Linked DNA regions of Sus scrofa: region 1 is linked to region 2. Evidence: chromatin contacts called from public targeted proximity ligation data. All regions are on one chromosome and are shown on one strand. The core of a region is the stretch at or near the end of the contact, and the rest is flanking DNA. Distances in the headings are between cores, read along the strand shown.

Region 1 (5,824 bases), core at 382-2,881, 560 kb before region 2:
GTCGTTTTGCCCCTTTTTCCTAGAAGGCAGCCTCGAAGTGACAGCGAGCTTCTGTCTCCTCAATGAGAAGGCTTCCCCAGGAGCATTTTTGTCTTGCCAACCTGACTATACAAACCCTAGGATAAGGGTTAAATAGTCAATGACACAAGTATGTAGCAGTTTAGGGATACACATATGTTTAAAATTACATTGCACATATTTTATTTTCATTTCTTTAAAACATTGGCTTTTACTACGGATACCTTGGGCAGCAGTGTCTTTCTCTCACCAGAACACATCTCTGGCTTTTTCTCCCCTCTCAACTGTTGGGTGCAGCTCTTCCGAATCTGAGGAAAATGGTCAGGAACCTCCCCATTGTTTTTATGATGATATTTCAAGCAGATCACTTATGCTGCATCCTGAGGGCTCTTTAGCTAGCTTGTTCCCAACATCTAATGCAACTGGGAGGCCACCACCTCAGCAATCGTCACAAATTGGTATTATATTCTTTGCCTTCTTTTAACATTTTTTTTTTCCAAAGGGCCATACCCACAGCATGTGGAGGTTCCCAGACTAGGCGTTGAATCAGAGCTACAGCTGTCAGCCTACACCACAGCTCACAGCAACAGTGGATCCTCAACCCACTGAGCGAGGCCAGGGATGGAACCCACACCTTCATGGATCCTGGTCAAGCTCGTTAACCACTGAGCCATGAAGGGAACTCCCTTTTAACCTTTTTTTAAATTAAAAAAATTTTTATAGCCGCACTTGTGGCAATATGGAAGTTCCTGGGTCAGGGGTTGAACCCGAGCCACAGCTGTGACCTATGCCACAGCCTTGGCAATGCCAGCTCCTTAGCCCAATGCCCAGGGCCAGGGATGGAACACTTGCCTCCACAGTGACCTGAGCTGCTGCCTTTGGAGCCCTAACTCACTGTGCCACAGAAGGGACTCCCCTTTGCCTTCTAAATTTTTCGCCAAATTTATATGGTCATCTCTATAAACATCTCTATAACTAGCATCTCTATAAGCTAACATCCACAGAGGTCATGTTAGCTTAATATGCTTTCCCTAAACAGGCCTTCATTGGTCCAGATAAAGTTTTAGAGAAGAGACTTTTTACTCTGAGAAATGAGACTTTGTATAGGCTCAGATAAAATCAACTTTCCTCTCCTTCCCCCGCCTTTTAAAGGTAATTTTTATGGCAAGAAAGAACTCAGCTAATCTCAGGGCTTACATAGTATTTCAAGTTTAAGAATGAGGGAGATTTTTACTCCTCCCTTCTCAAGGTTGAAGTGCCTCTTCTTCCAGGAAGCCCCTCTGGCCAGCTGAACTGGCTGCTCCTGCTCTATTCCGTGGAACCTGCCCTTTGCCCCATCGCAGCATTCCTCGTCCTGCCACTGATGTCAAAGGGCAGTGCCCACCCACTGGTACTGGCCCTGGCATCTGTTCCCTTGGCAGTGGCTTCCCTCTGCCCAAGAACAACTTTGCCCGGGTCAAACCAACTGTAATCATCACCCTTTACAACAAAGGGCTGGGCCCTCTAGAGGAAGCTCGGTCTCCATCCCTGCGGATTTCACCTGGCCCTTTACGGCTCAGAGCAGCTCCAGGCTTTTGTCGGAGGAGCTGCTGGCAGCGCCCCCGTGTGGTACTCGGTTACTGCCTGACTCAGATGGACGCTTTGGGCTCAGGTCCTGAAACAAATATCCACCACATCCTGGACACTTGACCTCTGAAGCCATTTGGATTTCACAACGTCACTCTTGAAAAATGAAGTGACATAGCTCCTGTCTGACTTGGCTGCTTGTCACACCCTATGCCCTTGTATTCTTGCCGCCACTCAGGGCTTTTGGAGACATCCTCGCAATTCCCCCACGTCCCATCCGTTTGCATATTCTTCCAGCAGAGGACACTACATATCCAGGCTGCTCAAAACCCGGGGCTGCGACTGGGGTCAATGCGTGGCATGAGGTGGTTGGTTGTATCCAGGATTTTAGCGGCAGGGCTTTTCTGTCTTCTATCCCCTGCGAAAGCCCATTTGTCAACGATGTTTCTGGCACTCGCTAATAGAGTTCTGTGATCTTGTTCATCTTTGGGGCTCAGCTGCCTTAGGTGCAGTCATGGTGGGGGGAAGCCCTCTCAGTCCTCAGACACAGGTGAGGAAAGCTGTGTTTTCTGAGGATGTTGTTGCTCGGTGGCTATGCTCTCAGCTAACGGCAAACGCACGACAAGTTCACCGCAAGGAGGAATCCCCTGCCTTGGAAGAGATGCATCGTTTTGTGAAGCAGATAAAACCACTGTTGGAGAATTGCTGGCGTCACATGCAGAGCCATTGACAGATGTTTGGCGGGTTAGGACAGTTAACAGGCAGAGAAGAGAAGCTAAGCAAGAAGAGGTTATGGAAAGTGGTTTAAAAGAGAAGAACATGAAAGGAATAAGAAAGACCTTTGGGGAACAGTGACGAAGGCCTCAGATATCCACACAGGGCTTCTGCAATGGTCTTCATCATGACTGCATTGCAATTCAGATGAGGATGCTTTCGTGTTATGTGACCATGACATCAGAGATTGATCACCTCTGATGGCCAGACTCAGTGCTTGTTCTTGGCCTCAACTTGACCACAAGCAGGACTTCAGGATGGAAGATGCTTCTCTGTGGGCATCCCCACTGATGGCTCCTACCCTTTATGTCCTTCCTGGGCTTCTCTGATGTGTTGGTTCTGCTGCTGCTCTTCCAACAGGCACAAGTAGCCCGGAAGTGCCAGGAGCATCAGTGACCCCGGGGAAAACGCATGAGCCATCAGAGCAGGGAGCTGGTGAGAAGGACACTTGTGGTCAGTGGCCAGGTGGACGACTCTGCCCTCCTTGGAGGGTCACTGGTGAGACAATGCCCTTCTTTGCCACCAGGAGTGACCTTGACAATGCATACGCTATGTCACCTTCCTTCTTCTCTTCCACTCTGTTTCCCTCAGCTGTGACCCTGGGATCTCCCTTGGACTCAAGGGGCAGCACAAGAGTCCCTGACTCAATTTATCAGGAAGAGCCTTTCCAACCCTCCTTTTAGCCTGTGTTCCAAGAATTAGCTCAACGGTTTCATTATAACCTAGTCTTAAATATACAATAAAATAAAATTCTATAATTTTTAGTTTAATTTTTCAAGATAGAACTCCAACTGATCCTTCTTTTTCTATTCATTATAACGCTTCATTAGGTTTTAAGTGAATTTACATTAAGTGGCCTTTTCCCATCAATTATCTGATGAACCTTAGATACATCCCTTTCCCCACCCCAGAATTCTATAATTGATTTTTCCCCATGTATGGTGTATGTCTTTTTCCATGCCTCATATATTCTTCTAAAATATACATTCCACCATATGGCGGTGTTACCATTTATATACTCAGTCCTTACTGTATCTTGAAGTTATTTCATTTTCTAAAAATATCATAAATAACCGTGAAGAGAATAAACTCAATGTATAAAAGTTGGACAGGTTTTCTGTGCCTCGGTTTCTATGGGGACCAGAATAGCACCCGCCTCAAAGAGCTGTTGTGAAGATTAAATACATTATCACTTAAAAAGTGCTCAGAACATGCCTTACGCATCCATACTCAGTGATCTATAAAGCTTGGCAATGATGAATGATGATGCAGTGGTGAGGTAAAGTTGAAGACTCCTGGTTTAGTGAATGGCATGGTCTACCTAGTTACTCAATCCAGTCAATTCTCCAAACTGGTGAATTCTTTCAATTTTATCGACTTTCTCCATCCTACTGTCATTACTCTATTCAGGCCACACACCCCCACCCCCGCCTGTAGCCCTGGTCCCCAGGGGTCTCCTTGTCTTGAGTTTTGCCCCTTCCAATCCATCCTTGTCCTGTGCCCCAAGTGCTCTTTTCAAGACAAAGCTCTGCAGGGTTGAACCGCTTTCTTTCCTACTAGCATTGGTTGAGGGTACCTGTTTCCAAAAAATCCCTTATATTGTCTGTAATTCTTTTTAAAACATTTTTTTTTTCTTTTTAGGGCCACACCCGTGGCATATCGAGGTTCCCAGGCTAGGAGTCAAGTCGGAGCTATAGCCGCCGGCCTACACCACAGCCACAGCAACATCAGATCCGACCCGCATCTGAGACCTACACCACAGCTCATGGCAACGCCGGATCCTTAACCCACTGAGCAAGGCCAGGGATTGAACCCAAAACCTCATGGTTCCTCGTCGGATCCATTTCCACTGCACCACAATGGGAACTCCTAAAACATTTTTAAAAATGTATGCTTTTATATTTCATTTCCTTCTAAAGGCTGGATGTTAAAAAATGAATGCTGGCCATTTTTATTACTGCCTTTGATGCTTGTTCATCTCCTTTGCTCTAAAAGGTCTTTAATAGTATAACACAGTAAACGTGATCTGTGTGGAGGAGCTCAGCTTTGGAGCTGGGCAGCATTTGTCCTGGCTGGCATTGGTGCTGGGCCTGGAGCCGTACAGAAAGACCCCTTTTATGGTTGTCTCTGATGGTATAGTGTCATGAGCCCTTCTGTTTTAACTCGGCCCAACCCACGAGGATTTGCAGATAGGGTTCCTTGCAGCACATAAACATCATCTGGTCGAAGTGGCCCGTTCCTCACCCCTGGTTCCCTTTCCACGGCCAGCTCCTTCCGGGGAGCCATTTTTAGCCCAGAGGACACGCCATTTTGAAGCCTGCTGCTCTCTGTGGCTAAATATAATTTCTCTGGGAAAGGGGCCAACTGTGACAGTTATTTCCGTTTGGCCTTGTCTTGAGGCAAGACTGCATGTGAGAGGAAATATGGAGCCAGTGCAGAGACACAGGCTGGCGCCGCCAAGCGCCAACCACCACCACACACACACCTTCTGGTGACAAAGGGGCGCCAGAGGACAGGTGGCTCCTTCCACTTTCGAGTCCCCCAGAGGACACAGGTAACTTTGTCATGACATGGGGATTTGCGGCCTGGTCCTTTTGGTCTGAGAGGACAGGGGAGTTTGCATGGAACCTTGCTGGAAGGTTCTGCCTGATCTTGGTTTCTCATTCTGGTCACTCACACTGCCTAGGATAACAAAGAAATGACACTCACCCCTCCAGACCCATTGAACAGCTACAGTTCCCCGAGTGCACCACGCTGTCTTACAAATCCATTCTTTTGCATAGACTCCATTCTCTGCTTGAGTTATAGCTGGAGAAACTCGTCTTTCCAAATCCAGACCCAGTGCTCCTTGACCCACCCGAATAGAAGTCACTATCACTGTCCAGTAAGGTGGCCAGTTCATACGTTAGTTGTTTTAGCACTATGTTTTCCATGCTTGTGTCTCCTCTGGGGGAGTGTGAAACCTTTGGGCAGAGACTGTCTTTATTCCTTCATTCAGCCATTCAGCAAACATTTGTGGGCATCTGCCCCGTGCTGCATGTATGCTTGCTCACATTTGCATACCTTCTACTGAGCCAGGTGCTAGAACAGAGCAAGAGCTCAAGAGCAGTCATGGATAGGGTTGAGTTACGGGGCAGTGGAGAGCCGCACTCTGGGGCAGCATAGTTAGCCTGTGCGGTCCCACACTTCTTATGGTGGTGAGGGGAGGGAGGAGGAGGAGTCTTGATGGGGTCCCACCAAGTGGGAGATCTCTGCTCTCTGGACCCCTCCCTAGAGCAACTCCCAACTTCTTGGCCACCTTGTGTGACACAGCCTCATCCTGTGTCCAGAGTCGCCAGAGGCAATCAGGAGACTCACCTCTCCAGCTGATTTGCTCTCCTAGTGGCAATTGTGTATTATGTTGCATCTGGAAGGGCCAAAGTGTGCCCACGTCATGACACAAGTCCGGCCCAAGTCCTGAGAGCTC
Region 2 (5,708 bases), core at 1,462-3,961:
AGTAACCTAAAGGGGCTCTGAGGACTAGATGGTAGTGATGGTCCTGATTTGATGCTGGTATTGTGGTTATGTAGGAGAATTTCTCTCTCTCTCTCTCTCTCTTTTTTTTTTTTTTTTTGTAGGAAATGTACACTCAGATATCTGGATGCCATGGGGCATCATGTCAACAACTTGTGCTCACATGCTTCAGAAAAGAAAAATTTTGTTTGATTTTCAACTTTTCTGTAAATTTAGGATCACTTCCCACGAAGGGGATGGGGGGTCAAGGGTGTAGGACAACTGGCCCAGTCTCTTCAATGAATCTGTGTCATGAATACAAGGATAGGTTAAAAGAAGGACATGACAAGCAGATGCAAACGTGGTCCTGGATGAGGTGCACCTTTGGATAAACAGCAACAAAGCATGTTTTGGTAATGTAAATATGGTTTATTATTAAAGGAGATGAAATGTGTTGAAATAGAAAAGGGGAGATCCTTGACCAGAAAAGAAAAAAAAAAAAAAAAAAAAAGGCAGGTAACAGTGGTATGCATCGTGTGATCAAAATTTGCAGAAAAAGAGAAATACCACTTAAGTTCTAGAAGGATAAATACTAACCTTAGCACTGGTACTCACTGATACCTTTTTATTCTCTTCTTTTCGTTTGCCTTTATTTTCTAATATTTGACAATGTTTCTGAGTGGTAAAAAATAATTTGTGTGTCTTTTTAGAGCCTCACCAGCAGCATATGGAAGTTACCAGGCTAGGGGTCAAATCGGAGCTGCAGCTACTGGCCTATACCACAGCCACAGCAATGAGGGACCCAAGCTGTGTCTGTGACCTACACCACAGCTCACGGCAACGCCGGATCCTTAACTCACTGAGGAAGGCCAGGGATCGAACCTGAGTCCTCATGGGTACTAGTGAGGTTTGTTACTGCTGAGCCATGATGGGAACTCCAAAGATAATTTTTAAGTAATATTTAAATAATAGAATTGGGGGGAAAGCATCAATGGGGCAGCATGCACAACCTTGAATAACACATTTTTATCAGCTTGGATATGCTGATTATATACAAGTTTGGACAAAGTCCCAGGAGCATCACTTTACCCCTGACATAGGACGATCACCTCTGTCCCATGTGTCTGAGGATACAGATACATCTAAGGATGTATCTGGCTCTACAGTTCATGTTAAAGCTATATAGAAACATTTCAGTTATCTCGCCTGTACAATTGAGACTAACACTCTGTCTCAGAAGGTTCCTGGGGGGGTATTAAATGAGTTAAGATATTTGTAAAAAGTGTCAACTAAATTATTAATAGAAACCAAGAGCACTTCACTTCTACAACCACAAAATTTGTGATCTTGTATTTTTTTTATATAAAAAGAATAAAGGAACCAGATGTAACCCTCCAGTGCAGAATAGAAAGTCACATTTATTTTAATTCATGGACTCTTATATTGTACCTTCTGTATGCCAGGTGCTATTCTAAGTGCTTTGCAAATAATGCATTTTTCATCATCACAATAATCCTCAGAGGAAAGTGATCCTATTACCTTCTCCATTTGAAGGAACTGAGCCACAGAGAGGTTAAGTTGTGTAAAGTCACACAGCCAGTAAGAGGCAAGGACAGGATTAGAACTAGATAGTCCAAGCTCTTTTTTTTTTTTTTTTTGGTGTTTTTGTCTTTTTAGGGCCACATCCATGGCATATGGAGGTTCACAGGCTAGGGGTCGAATTAGAGCTGTCGCTGCCAGCCTACACTACAGCCACAGCAACTCAGGATCTGAGATGTGTCTGTGACCGACACCACAGCTCATGGCAACTCTGGATCCTTAACCCTCTGAGTGAGGCCAAGGATCGAACCTGTATCCTCATGGATGCCAGTCAGGTTCCCTAACCACTGAGCCACGATGGGAACTCCGATAGTCCAAGCTCTTAACCTCAACCCACGTGGCTGCTCTTACAACCATAGAACCAAAATACAGGAGTTGCGGGTTCATATTTGTACCAGTTGCTTTCCAAAAGTTCACGTGTAAGCTAATATGTCAAGTTCTAATGCATTTCCCACCAAAACGTTACCGCAAATCAGGTTTGGCTCCTAGCCCACCCTATTTACATAGACTAAACGTATTTAACAACTTGGCTGAATCAGAACAACTATGGCCTCAAGACAGGTGTCCCTCTGAGCAGAAGATGGTACATCTTCTTGGTTTCATCTCCCCACCCAATTCCAATTGATAACTTGTGGCTGCACAGAACGTGGAGTGTTGTCTGGAGAGTTCGGAGGTTTCCTTAGCAGGAAAGTGTACTGGGATCAATTCATGTCTTCCTTGACTGGAGAGATAGGAAGAGGGGCCCCAAAGCCAGACATTCCCCATCTCCACTCCAGAGCCTTTTAAACTTTGACACGAGAAGGTACATCTCAATCTTGAGCCCTGAGAAGTCCAGGGAAAGGCCAGGCCAGGCCAGGGATTCTGTGAGCAAACAGGAGAGGCAGAACCCGCTTGAGGCTTCCAGTGGCTGTGTGGGAGGGCCTCGTGAAATCAGTGGCTTGGGACCCCTCTGATGGGGTGACAGTGGCTATTCAGAATTCTGGGTAACTTGCCCGTTGAGAATGTGTGTGTCAGCAGTGCCAGCCTAGCCCTTCCTCACACTCGCACACATCACCACCACAATCCACACATGGGCCAGCCCAAGGGAGGGACGTCTTTGTCACCGTCTACTCTCGTGGCATTTCAAGAAGCTGTCAGAAGGGCTCGATGATTCATTCCAAGTCACACAGTGTGATCAGTCATGAGTTATATATAAAAGCAATGTCAGAGCAGGATGAAAATGAATACTTAGAACCCAGCAAGTTGAGCCCACAAACCACCCGCTTACGTACAGGACTGAGAAACTGGGGTTTGGTTTGGGTGGAGCCTCGCACCCTACTGCTGAGGTTTTCAGACAGGGGCTTTAGGATGTGAAAGAATCTCAGTCTCTGCATGTGGTTTGCTGAGAATGTATTTCTCAAGATAAACTAGAAAACAATTATTTCAAGCTAAAAGTGAGTCCCAGACTAGGTTGCATTTCAGAGAATACTGTAGCCCAGCAGGCTCCCAAAATATCATATCAGCTTTTGAAGGCATTTCACAGTTGCTGCAACAGCACCGTTGGAAGAAAGCCAAGCAGTTTTAGAAGCAGCGCCGTCCCTTAGACATAGATGACAATGCCAAGAGTAAAATCAAAAAGGGCCATTGCCTAGCTTGGCATCTGGGTCCTGCAGCTGCCAAATCATATCCATTGACCATGCCAAAGACATCCTCAGAGAAATTCCCAGTGAGAGGCCCAGTGGTCCAGCAAGCTGCAAAATTGCCTACGATCTAGACAAGCAATGGGCTTTGGGGCTCTAGCATCTGCTGAGATTGCCAGGTGACTTGAAGCATGTTGATAGAAAGATTTCAGGGCCTGTCTTCTTGTTTATAAAATGGGCACTTCACTTGCTGTGTGTGTGTGTGTGTGTGTGTGTGTGTGTGTGTGTGTGTGTGTAGGGAGAGTAAGGGGAGACAGACAGCGAGAAAGAGAAAAGGAGACAGGGCTCTGAAAAGCTATAATAAATAAGCAACGTTCTTACAAATTGTCCAGAAGATAGGATTAACATGATTAAATGAACTAAGAAGAGGACTGGGGAGAAATAGGAGACTCGGGCCATTTTCTAATTCTTTCTCCAAAGGATGAGAGGAAATAGCAATACAGAGACAGAGTCCCTCCCTTGAAGGAAGAAAAATCATGCCCTCCTCTGCTGGGCATGTAAAGAAAGCAAAGCAAAAACTCAGGAAAGTTGGCCAAGCCAGGCAGAAGCCCGTCTCCCACCTGCACATCTGCCTTGGGCTTTTCTTCTTTTTAGATTGTTGCAACAAAACAGATGGCGGCAGAAGCCTGAATTTTAAATTTATGAATGGAAATATGAACAGATGTTAGCAATCAAGATGGCATATAAGAATTTTTTCAGATCATGTTTACAGCCCAGCCTCCTTCACATAAATGGGAGAGCAGGTCATAAAAAGGGTAGTTTTTGATCTCAGGACGGCATGGATCCAAGATGGTGATTATGGGGAAATATTGAAAGAACAAAGGAAGAAAACACTAATCAGCTCCCTGTATAAATGCTAAATATTTATCTACACAATGATAAAATGCATCTGCACGAAAACCATTAACCCATCAAGAGCACATTCTGTGTTTTAAGTAGGTGACATTCAAGCCCAGGGTTTTAACAAATATCTGTGAACACCTACTTGCTTGAATTCTGTTTTGATTTTTGACATGATATCGATTGTTTTGTTTGGTTTGGCTGAATTTCCCAGACATATGGAGTTTTACTGCATTTCAGGGAGGAATGGAGTTAAGAGCCCTTAAGAGAGCTGATTGTATGCGCATGCGTCCACTATCCCATGCGAGGAACCAGCTGGGTTCTCAGGGTGGGTGGGAAGCAACAAATGGATAGAACCCAATCTAGGTCCTCAACACACAGAACTGAAAGCAAAAGCAGATACCTTATATAACACAAGGCTGGAACAAGGTATGTGCCGAAGGTTATAAGGTGTGAAGAGAAGGGAGTGGGGTGGATTGGGGCATGGAACATGACAGTGCTTCCTGATTTCCTAAGAAGGGAAGACTCTGGGGCATTCCCGTTGTGGCACAGTGGTTGATGAATCCAACTAGGAACCACGAGGTTGCGGGTTTGATCCCTGGCCTTGCTCAGGGGGTTAAGGATCCGGCGTTGCCGTGAGCTGTGGTGTAGGTTGCAGATTCGGCTTGGATCCCGCGTTGCTGTGGCTGTGGTGTAGGCCGGTGGCTACAGCTCCAATTCGACCCCTAGCCTGGGAACCTCCATATGCCACAGGAGCAACCCAAGAAATGGCAAAAAGACCAAAAAAAGAAAGGGAAGACTCTGGACCTTGCAGCCATCTGAAAGAAGGGTGTCACCCAGGGTTATGGAGCAATTTCTGTTGGCTACACCTTCAAAATATGGGGTGGCACCATAGACTCCCGAAACGTAAATCATGTTATGTGATCAGATATTATAATAAACTGTCAGAAAGCCATTTATTCACCTGGATTTCCAGACTTGGCAGCCACCTTGGCTCTTCAAGAATCCCCCACTTCTCACCAGTTCCACCCACAACAGTTGTCTTTCTCCTCTTTAAGGACCGTGGCAACCTCGCTAGTCTTCCTGTTTGTGCTTTTGCCCACATCCATCACTGACAACCAATCTGTTCTCAACACAGAAATGAAAGTAATCCCTTTGAAACAGTGGTTCCCCAAGTAGAGTCCTTGGACTACACCTGGGAGAGTGTTTGGAGATGTAATTTCTCAGGTTCTCCTCACTTGCAGAATCAAGAAACTCTGATGATAAGGTCCAGAAATCTACGTTTTTAACATGCATTCCTGGTGATTCTGATGCCCGCTGAGGTTTGAGAACAAATTCTAAGTGGCGATGAGATAGTGTCACTCCTTGGCTCAAAACCCTACAAAGCCACTCCAAGTCATTTCCACAGCTACCAAGCCATCCATTCCCCTTCTGGCCCATGGATCCTTCACAGACTGCCCAGCACTCTAGTCTCTAGCTCACTCCCTCCTCGGCCATACTCAAGACTTCACCACTTACTGCCCCTTCATGACACTTACTGCCCCTTTGGCCTGGAATGTTCCCCAGCCCCCCAGGTCCCCCACCCTACCACCA

What was found.
Region 1: a targeted proximity ligation map of alveolar macrophages shows a contact between it and region 2. A contact is called at or near these places in 1 of 47 Hi-C or Micro-C datasets (embryonic fibroblasts) and 1 of 2 datasets of targeted methods (alveolar macrophages).

Annotation. Positions count from the first base shown.
Region 1 is chr4:39,433,125-39,438,948 of Sscrofa11.1, forward strand. No RefSeq gene overlaps it. Among named protein-coding and RNA genes, the nearest start is that of TSPYL5, 73 kb to the left of the region's middle.
Region 2 is chr4:39,991,255-39,996,962 of Sscrofa11.1, forward strand. No RefSeq gene overlaps it. Among named protein-coding and RNA genes, the nearest start is that of SDC2, 140 kb to the right of the region's middle.